2 separate regions of the Mus musculus genome follow, and region 1 is linked to region 2. Evidence: chromatin contacts called from public HiChIP or PLAC-seq data. All regions are on one chromosome and are shown on one strand. The core of a region is the stretch at or near the end of the contact, and the rest is flanking DNA. Distances in the headings are between cores, read along the strand shown.

The links. HiChIP or PLAC-seq counts read pairs in DNA pulled down with a chosen protein or histone mark.
Region 1: an H3K4me3 HiChIP or PLAC-seq map of bone marrow-derived macrophages shows a contact between it and region 2, with 3 times the contacts expected there. The contact joins the promoter of Pink1 here to the promoter of 1700095J12Rik in region 2. A contact is called at or near these places in 1 of 15 datasets of contacts at CTCF or cohesin (pro-B cells), 2 of 115 datasets of contacts at active chromatin or transcription factors (bone marrow-derived macrophages and effector CD8 T cells) and 1 of 9 other capture datasets (pancreatic islet).

The regions. Positions count from the first base shown.
Region 1 is chr4:138,322,918-138,328,087 of GRCm38.p6, forward strand. Pink1 (PTEN induced putative kinase 1) reads right to left here and starts at 3,379. Exons shown (of 8, transcript NM_026880.2): 1 at 2,916-3,379. The coding sequence starts at 3,302.
Region 2 is chr4:138,136,281-138,141,487 of GRCm38.p6, forward strand. It overlaps 1700095J12Rik (RIKEN cDNA 1700095J12 gene), which reads right to left and starts at 2,238. Exons shown (of 2, transcript NR_126429.1): 1 at 1,616-2,238; 2 at 1,300-1,428. The region is part of intron 12 of Eif4g3 (eukaryotic translation initiation factor 4 gamma, 3); the gene reads left to right.

The sequences.
Region 1 (5,170 bases), core at 2,129-4,628, 190 kb after region 2:
TCATTCCAGCTCTGCAAAACTATAAGGCTCTGTGCCTACTATAGAACGATATTCCATTCTTCCCCTCTCTGTCCGGGCATGCAGAGAAGCCTGGCTCTTAGAACTAGAGCCGTACACTGTCTTTAAGATTCATCCATGTGTAGCAGGTGCCAGAATTCCTTTTCAAAGGCTAGATAATACCCTCTATTGTATCTACTCCGTTTATCCATTCATGCACTGAAGGACATGGGTGGGGTGGGGTGGGGTGGGTCACTTCACCCCCTGGCTATAGTCAGTAAGTAGCCTTGAGCTTCAGTGCAGAAAGGTCTGTATACGATTTCCATTATGCCAAATATTCATACAGAAGTGGAATTACCAGGGAGAATGAGTCTATTGTTAATCTTCAGAGGTTAGGGTTACTGTTTTCCATAGAAACTGCAGCACACAGGGTTTTGTGTGACTGTTTCTGTTTCCCCCCAGTAGATGCTGACAACTTCAACGACAGGCTGGTGTGGTAAACACCTATTTAATTTTGTATTATGTTCCATTGGCAACACCACCAGGAGTGAGTGCTCTGTTTCCCCACCTCATGGTGTCGGCTATTGTTCTTACAATAGGTTAGCTATTCTGGGAAGTGTGAATGGATAGCTCATCTATTTTCCATGCACACTTGTCAAATGGCCAGGGTGTTGAAAGTCTTTACACCTGCTTACCTGCCACCTGGCCTCATACCTTTTCCTATTGTTTGTGTGCTTGTTTGAGGCAGGGTTGCCCTGCATAACTATGCAAGACACAGGAACTGGATTCCAGTACTAGGAACAGGGAGGAGAGGAAATGCTTGTTTGGTCCTTCATTGATGGTTTAGAGCATGGTGCCTAAGCCTCTGCTGCTCAGCCCTTACCCTGAAGCATGCAGGGGCTGGTCTGACTCAGCAAGGGGTTCTAAACCCCAGGGGAAAGGCTGCTCTCCTCCAAGAAGGCTGAGTTCTGGCAGCCAACCACCCAAGAACTTAAATTGCAGAGCCAGCTCTTCCCTGGGCCTGCTTGCCGGTTTTAGATCTGCGAACCTAGCCTGAGCCAACTCCTCAAAATAAGTCCCAGACTCTAATAGACACATCCATTGTTTCTGTTGGTCTGGGTGACCTTGACCAGACAACTGTGCGACTAGAGAGGTCTCTGTGCTATTTTAAGAGTTTAAAAGGCTCCAGAGCTTCCATGTATCCAGTCATAACTCCACTCTGGTTAAATACTAACACGTTAGATCTTCTGTGTTCTCCTGAAATTCCAGCGTTGCTGCAGTTTCTGCTCAGCCTCTCTCCCACTGTTTGGCTAAACAGGAGTGGCAGGCAGTCTGGCTCAGCTGAGGGCCAGCCTTTTGAAGGGTGAACTTTGGGCACTGCCTTTTATCAGCAGTGTGATTTTGAGTAAACCTTCTCATCTCTCTTGAGCATGGACTCCCTGTAAATTAGGATGATGAGTGCACCAAGGAATGAGAGTGGTAGGGGTTTTAGAAGATGTGTATCAAGCATGGTGGTCCATACCAATAATCCCAGCACTTTGGAGATAGAGGTAGAAAGATCAGAAATTCAAGGCCAAGGAGCTGAAGGGGTTTGCAACCCCATAGGAAGAACAGCAATATCAACCAACCAACCCCCCCCCCTCCTAGAGCTCCCAGGGACTAAACTACCAACCAACCAAAGAGTACACATGGATGGACCCATGGCTCCAGCTGCATATGTAGCAGAGGATAGCTTTGACTGGCATCAATGGGAGGAGAAGCCCTTGATCCTGTGAAGGTTCGATGACTCCGTGTAGGGAATGCCAGGGCAGTGAGTTGAGAGTGGGTGGGTGGGGGAGCATCCTCATAGAAGCAGGGGGAGGAGGAATGGGATAGGGGGTTTACCGAGGGGAAACTGGGAAAGGGGATGATAACTTTTGATTTTTTTGGGGGGGGGGCAGGGGGTTTGAGACAGGGTTTCTCTGTATAGCCCTGGCTGTCCTGGAACTCACTTTGTAGACCAGGCTGGCCTCGAACTCAGAAATCCGCCTGCCTCTGCCTCCTGAGTGACTTTTTTTTTTCAATTGGATATTTTATTTATTTACATTCCAAATGTTATCATCCAGCCGGGCTGTGGTGGTGCACACCTTTAATCCCAGCACTTGGGAGGCAGAGGCAGGTGGATTTCTGAGTTCGAGGCCAGCCTGGTCTACAAAGTGAGTTCCAGGACAGCCAGGGCTACACAGAGAAACCCTGTCTTGAAAAACTAAAAAAAAAAAAAGTTCAAGACAAACCTGGGCTACATATACAAATCAAGGCTCTGTCCCCCTTTTATGCATCCCAAAAGAAAAGAAATTTACTCAAAGCCATTTGTTACAGTGCAACAGAGACCAATAATCAGCAGCTTTTAAACCATACTGTTTGCAAAGTGTCGGCATATCAGGCCATCAGTAATGGGAAATAGGTCAGCCTTAATTAACAGATCAATTCCAAGAAATGTATAGTCCAAGTCATAGATAGATTTTAATCTTTGCCTTATCCCCTGATCTACCTACCCCCCCCCCCAAGGTCTAGGCATGTCCTCATGCTCTTAGACACATAACTAAGATGCCACCAGCCACTCAGTCTGGTCCACGAGTACCCCACCCCCTTAAATTGCCCAATCACGGCTCAGAGACCTGCCCTTCCCAATGCCCAGGCTCCTACCACGCCCTGGTTCACGACCCGCCCCTACACCACTAGGATTCTGAGGCTGCCCCAACAACTATCCAACTAACTCCGCCCTTGCTGTCCAATTTGGCCCCGCCCCACCCAGATCACTCACTCTCCTAACCCCGCCTCCTCCTGGCCTAGGCCCCGCCCCGGCCCGGCTGGCCTCAGGGCTACACTCTGGCCCGGTTCGGCCCGCTCCCGGCGCTCCCGCCCACCGCCGCTCTCACCTGGATCTCCTGACAGGCCGAGGCGGCCCTCCGGCCTTCCGCCTGCTTCTCCTCGATCAGCCCCAGCCCCAGCCCGAAGGCCAGGAAGACCGCTCGGCCGCAAGGGCCTGCGCCGCCCCGGGCCCGCACCATGAACTGCCTCTGGATCCGCGCCGCCAGCCCAGCTACCGACTGGCGGAAGAAGCGGTAGCGGTCCGGGAGGGGGAGCCCGACCGGCCGAGGCTGTGCTCCGGGGCTTACGACCTGGCCTGGGCGCTCTCCGCGGCCCCAGGCCGCCGCGGGGCCGGGCTTCCCCCAGCCGAACAGCGGGCCGGGCTTGGGCGCGAAGCGCAGCAGCAGCGCCCGACCCAGCTGCAGGCCTCGGCCCAGTGCCTGTCGCACCGCCATGGTGGCGCGGTGACCGGAGCCAGCTGCCACCGCCACAAACGTCTGGGACAACAACAAACTTCGGGGGCGGCGCCTGTGCGCAAGCGCGGGGGGCGGTCCCCGGCAGTTCTCCTGCGCAGCACGCGGGGGCGCTACCCGCTCATCCCTGCATCCCTTGGTGCAGCTGGTTTGCACTTTGAACCCAGGTCGAGGGGTTGTGAACAACTTCACTGGTCCTGGTTAAGATGAGACGTTGAGCCAGGAAACTAATATTTGTTATCAGTCACCGATCCAGGCCCTTTACACCTGTTAGCTAGTTTGACTGTCCCCCCCATGATATGAGTGCCAATTTTGTAGATAAGCGACTGTGGTGTTTCCAGATTGCTTGCAGGTATTAGAGTTGAGGTTGAAGTTCACACTGCCCTGGCTATCGAGGGAAGACCTTGGCTCTTCTCCCCCACTCCCAAGTGCTCTCATGCTCCTGTACAGACAGGTTGGAGGTTCCGGGGCTTAGATCTTGGAGGGAAATCTTGACCAAAGGCCATAATTTATGCACCAGTGGGTGCAGGAGCTGAGGTCTGAGACTGACTGGGAGACTTAACCAGAAGCCACCCAGATGCTTAATAAATCCCTATGACTTAAACTGCTTGTTACGAATAGCTAGCTGATAATAAGGTTATTAACCCTGTTACTATTTTTACTCATTTTATTTTACTTTATTTGAGACAAGGCCTTGCATAGCCCTGGTTGGCTTGGAATTCTTCCTGTAGACTAGGATGGCCCTCTGGAGTGTGGGGATTACAGGTATATACCACCACATCAGGCTGAATAATCTTTTTGCTTGTCTCTGACTTAAGCATAATTTTGTGTGTGTGTGTGTGTGTGTGTGTGTGTAAAATCACATAATACCAAATACTGGTCATCCAGTGAAATTTTTAATTTTTTTCAAAGCCTATTTTTTTTGGGGGGGGGGGGTGTTGAGACAGGGTTTCTCTGTATAGCCCTGGCTCTCCTGGAGCTCACTCTGTAGACCAGGCTGGCCTCGAACTCAGAAATCCACCTGCCTCTGCCTCCCAAGTGCGGGATTAAAGGCGTGTGCCACCACTGCCCAGCCTTCAAAGCCTATTTTAAATGATGGTTCTTCAATGCTTTAACCTCTCTTTTAACCCACTACCCACCAGAGGTAGTGTTGGGAGCCGCCCCCACATTCGCCGTCACAAGATGGCGCTGACATCCTGTGTTCTAAGTGGTAAACAAATAATCTGCGCATGTGCCAAGGGTATTTTACGACTACTTGTACTCTGCCTTTCCCGTGAACGTCAGCTCGGCCATGGGCTGCAGCCAATCAGGGAGTGATGCGTCCTAGGCGAAATATAACTCTCCTAAAAAGGGGACGGGTTTTCCGCCATTCTCTCTCGCTGGCATCTCTCTGGCTCTGCGCGCCCTGCGCTCTCTCGCTGCCTAAAGATGTAAACAATAGAGCGCGCTCTGCGCTTTGGCGCGCCGGAGCTCTGGCTCCTAAAGATGTAAGAAGGGGCTTTCGCTTTTGGGGCTGGGGGTTTGCGCTCCTAGCTCCTGAAGATGTAAGCAATAAAGTTTTGCCGCAGAAGATTCTGGTCTGTTGTGTTCTTCCTGGCCGGGCGTGAGAACGCTATTAACAAGGTAGTGGGAAAGAAAGGAAGTGGACCTGTTTAGAAAGGTTCTTTGGAGCAACTCCATCTGTGTTGTCTGGAAATCGGCAGTTCAGTTCACAGGAGACAGTGGCAGCTTGATCCACTCGCAAACACTTCACAGATATAGCACAGTCCAGTTCAGTAGAGTCAGGATAGCAAACATGAATCAGCAACGGTGGCACTACCTAGCAGAGACAGCCAGGCCTCAGCCTTGGC
Region 2 (5,207 bases), core at 988-3,487:
AAGCTCAATTGGGCAGTATTTAGCAGAATGCATACATGAAAGGGATGAGGTGTGTTTAGCTTTGTTGGAGTGTTCAGAGGCCAGGAGAGAGCACCAAATCCCAGAGCTAGAGTTTCAGGCAGTTGTGGGATGCCTGGCCCAGTATTCGGGTGCTCCCTCCGTTCTGCAGGTTTGTGAGAGCAGGCACTCTTAACCTCCTGGGCCATAGCTCCGCCCCAGGAGGAGTTTCCTTAACAAATAAGGCAAAAGGGACACATCTGCCCAGCTAGCCTGTGCAGTGTACAGATGGGTGAGTGTGCCTGTCTGCTCTGATGATCCATAGGACTTTTGCAGACGAAGTTCACGGTGGTGGGGGTGGGGGTGGGGGGCTTAGTTGGGATGGGCATTAGTTACAATTGTTTGTTCTAGTTGACATTTGTGTCTTGGAACTCATTACTTGGTGCACAGACTTTTTCTTTTCATAAAAAGGAATGCTGTGTACATGTGTATATCATAAAGCATCTAATATCTGGGCATGCTGTTAGCGTGCATGAGTGCAGTGTTCTCCCAGCACGCCAAGTCGCTGAACATCACAACAGACAACTACATACATTTCAGTAAATGTTCTCAGCTGTCTCCTCATGTGATAGCAGCAGTCGACTGCCCAGATCATGGGCATATTTATTACCTCACAGAGAAGTAGCTCAGCAGTTAAGAGGGCTTGCTGCTTTTCCAGAAAATCCGAGTTTGGATCCCAAATAAGAAAGAAGCCCGGTACCCCACAAATGCCTGTAACTCCAGCTCCAGGGGACCAAACCATCTCTTCTGCTCTCTGCAGGCACTGCACACACATGGCACACACAGTATGCACATAAATAAAAAGCTGCTTTATTGTTCATCAATCCCTGCTTGCTGTTTTACAGGCATCTAGACCCCACCACCGTTCTCCTGCCTTCTCACCACAGTTCCTTGCCAGCCAGGCCCCTTCTCACATCTCCCTCAGTTCTCCTGCTTCCTCTACTTAAAAAGGCCTTTTTTTTTTTTTAATCCATTGGTGTTTTGCGTACGTATGTGAGTATGTGTGTGTGCATATTGGATTCCCTGGAAATGCCACGTGGGAACTCAGGTCCTCTATTAGAGTAGTAGCCAGGGCTCTTAACAACTGAACTGTGTCGTGTCTTCCCCCCCCCCCCCGCTCCCAACCCCAAAAGGCCTTTTGATTACATGGTGTCTAGTTTCCTATTCATCCAAAGATACTTCATTTTACCACATAATCAAGGGCACTTTGCCACACAAAGGTTTGAGTCATAGGGGTCAATGTCATATGAACATTTTGGGCGAAGATTTATTGTGCATAGCACACTGCAAAGGTGATATTAATATGGAAATTAAAACCACTAATTGAATATATTGTTAAAGTATCTTCATTCTGTTGGCCTCAGCATCCACCTTCAGAAACAATTAAAAGAAAAGTAAATTAAACTCAAATGATAGGGGAAATTACGCTAAGATTAGAAGTAAAATGTAAACTGAAGGCCGTTAGTGCAAGTACCAACCGAGCTCCCTCGGATGCCATCGTCCGACAGCCCTGTGAGCAGTAACGGTGAAGCAACGAGGGAAAACTCAGTGTGCTTACTTGGCTGCTTTTGGGAGAGCAGAAGTCCTGCCTTTCAGCCGAGTCCGGTAGCTTCTTCTCTCTGTCTTTCCCAGTGATCCATCATCCGTGCGTCGACGTCGTCGGCCTGGTTCTCTGGCCTGATTCTCGAGGCTCATTCATGGCTTCACTGTGTGTGTGGTTGATTTGGTTGGTGGTTTGGGGGGCTTGTTGGTTTTGTTTGGTTTTGGTAAGGTCTTACCTTGTAGCCCTGGTTGTCGTGGAATTTGCTGTGTTGACCAGGCCAGCCTAGAACTTGCAGCCAGCCATCTGCCTCTGCCCCTCGAGTACTGGAATCAAAGGTGCGCACCGTCGCCCCACAGACTCCATTGTAGTTCTCTTCTCTCAGCTTTTCCTTGTTTCCTAGAGAAATTGACAGCTTTTCTTTTCTAGATTCCTATGGGAATTTCTAAAGTGAAAAAACCAAAATGTCAAGGGTGTGTCCGCAGCCAAAAGGAACCCAGTCGAGGCCTGGGAATGTGAGGACGCTGGTATAGTGCCAACTGAAGGGCAGGGGCTGAGAAGAGACCTCATGTGAACAGAAGCCCTATGGGAAGAGGAGGGGGAAGCCCAGGTGTCTAGGGTGGGAACTCCCAGAGAATTCCATTACTGGAACATTCTACTCTGTTTATGTATAAGCCTGTGACAATGCCCTTGGTCCCACCTCAGCCGTGGTAAAGCACATAACACAGTTTTGTGTCACTTGTGTCCTGAGCCCTGGACTCTGTGCACACTGTCTTCAAACTGGAGGATCAGTCACAGAGTCCGCAGTGATTTGAAAGGAAGAGAAGGGGCCTCTTGTAATTCATACTTTCTCCGCTGGCAGCCGTACTCTCTTCATTCTCATTATCAGATTGTGGTGAAAAAGTAAAATCTCTTCACAATCTAAAAAAAATCCCAGAAATACAGAAAAGCAGCAAAAACAGTTTTATCATTGAACAAACGTAAGTGCTGGACCGAGTCCCTCGGGCAGCCTGGACTTGAGAGGGCCAAGTTGCCGAGAACTGCAGCCCTGCCTTCCACTCCAATTCTCGACTGAAAGGCAAGGACAGGCTCGGTGTCCTAGTGCCTCGAGCCCTCTGCTTGCGTCTATGGAAGGAGTGAATATGAATAAAAAATCAGTTTGACGTTGTGGCTCCTTATTTCATCCTGTGCCGATAGCAATTGGCTGGAATTACCGTCAGTGGTAACAGCAGTAGCGGCGGTTGGCTTTTTGCAACAAGCCTTTTCTGTGTAGTCCACCATGGCTTTGAATTCCCTGGGTCCACGCTGGTCTTAAACATGAAATTCTACTACCACAGCTTCCATGTGCCATACCCCTAAACTGTATTTCTTCTGTCTTCAGCCGTCTTGTCATGTTCCAACCTAGTTCATCTGAACTTCTGGAAGGTTCAGCAGCTGTCAGTTGCTTTTATTCTAATGAAAAGCAGAATCTGGGTCTTTATGACAGGCAGGCAGGTAGTTACTAGAGCCAGGCTCCTTCCTGCATGAAGAGTCCCATTGTGACAAGAGAGACGGTGGAGCTATGGAGGCAGCCTCTGGCTCTGAGTTACAGGGTTGATAAAAATACACCTCCCAGGGATGGAGATGTAGCATGGGTTCTCTAGGGCAGTGCAGACACGTGACTGCCTGTAGCTGTAGGCGGAGACTGTTGAGGTTCTAGGACCTGCCAGTCAGTGGCTTGGATAAACCCTGCCGGGCTTGTTGTGGGTGTGAAATTGCAAACCTGTTGGATTTTATAATACTTTGGACTTCCATAGGCTAGTCAAACATTTTATTCTGTTCTTACTTTTTACATTTTGCTTATTTTGTGTGAGTGTGCAACACGCTGTATGTGGCTGTCAGGGCATAGCTTGTGAGAGAATGTGTTCTTCCACCTTGTGGGACCTAAGAATTGAACTCTGGTGTAAACGTAAGTTTTTTTTTTTTTTTTTAAGATTTATTTATATGAGTACACTATAGCTGTCTTCAGACGCACCAGAAGAGGGCGTCAGATCTCATTACAGGTAGTTGTGAGCTACCATGTGTTTGCTGGGAATTGAACTCAGTACCTCTGGAAGAGCAGTCAGTGTTCTTAACTGCTGAGCCATCTCTCCAGGCCCATAAACGTAATTTTTATTAGCCTGATATAATTGTCCTCGCTGAGGCTTACTGCCTCCATTTGCTAACCTAGGCCTAGTCCCGGGAGCTTCTAGCCTCTGTACAATTTTATCCAGATCTAGAGTGGTCCAGCCTCGGACACTTCCTGCTGATAAGCTCACCCTTTCTACTTCTTTTTGATATCTGTTGACTGCTTAAACTCAGCTCTTGTGGCTCAAACTCCTCTGCAAGCTGACTGGTTCAATCTGGCTTCTCTCTCAGCCTCTGACTGAGTTGCTCTGCTTGACCTCATACTAACTTTGGCAATGTGATCTAATCTTCTGGCTCCTTCTCGTTTTCTGGTTTGGTCTGTCTTCACCCTGTCTCTGCACAACTGCCCTGACAAACTGCCTCCTTTCTCCTTTTTGCACCCTCCCTCAGATAGCTTCCCTTTCTTCTCTCATGAGAGTCGGGCAGATCCTATTCTGTCAAATCTTTCTCTGATTCATCACTTGTGTGTGCTGCTCAATTAGACATGGGTGCTTCTTTCTACAAAGTAACTTTCCCTTCATTGTTTGGGTGTATACTAAGGGCATCTGTATTCCAGCCAGAGGGATTAAAGGTGTGTGCTAAGGGCACCACAACTAGAAATAGTGCTTTTCAGTAACTAACACAACCTCACAGTGTGATCAGTCTTGCAACATTATAATCTTCAGATACCCCCAGAAGAGGGTGTCAGATCTCATTATGGATGGTTGTGAGCCACCATGTGGTTGCTGGTATTTGAACTCGGGACCTTTGGAAGAGCAGTCAGTGCTCTTAACCTCTGAGCCATCTCTTCAGCCCTGGTCATCTGCTTCTTAAATGGTCTTAATTGAATGGCTCGAATCCTTAGTTTTGTCCCATTAGCATTTTTATGGGTTTTTACTATTTAGTTTAAGTTTAAATTATGTTTTTAAGTTTTTAATTTTAAGTTTCAGTTATGTCTGTCATAGAGAAAAGTTACTTCCCCACCAATAGAATGTTAATATGAACTTTACAGTTTAACAACATTTAGTGGAGTGGATATGTAGGAAATTCAGTAGTTCGGTTTGCACAAGGGGGCTGGAGAGATGGCTCAGCGGTTAAGAGCACTGCTCTTTCAGAGGTCCTGAGTTCAATTCCCAGCAACCACATGGTGACTTACAACCATCTGTAATTAGATCTGATTCCCTCTTCTGGTGTCTGAAGAGAGCGACAGTGTACTCACATACATAAAACAGATCTTTTTTTTTTTTTTTAAAAGTTTGCACAAAAAGACTAGTACAGTAATGATTTAGATTCTTGTTTAAAATTCAGGTAAAAATAACCCAACTGTAACATAAACATGAAATATATATGTAGCTGTTATTTTAAATATTAAAATGAAAATTGGCCAAAATGTCTGTGATATTTCAGGCTAAGATGGCTTCCAGCTGTCTGTTCCAGCACAGCTGGCTACCATAGTATGATCTGC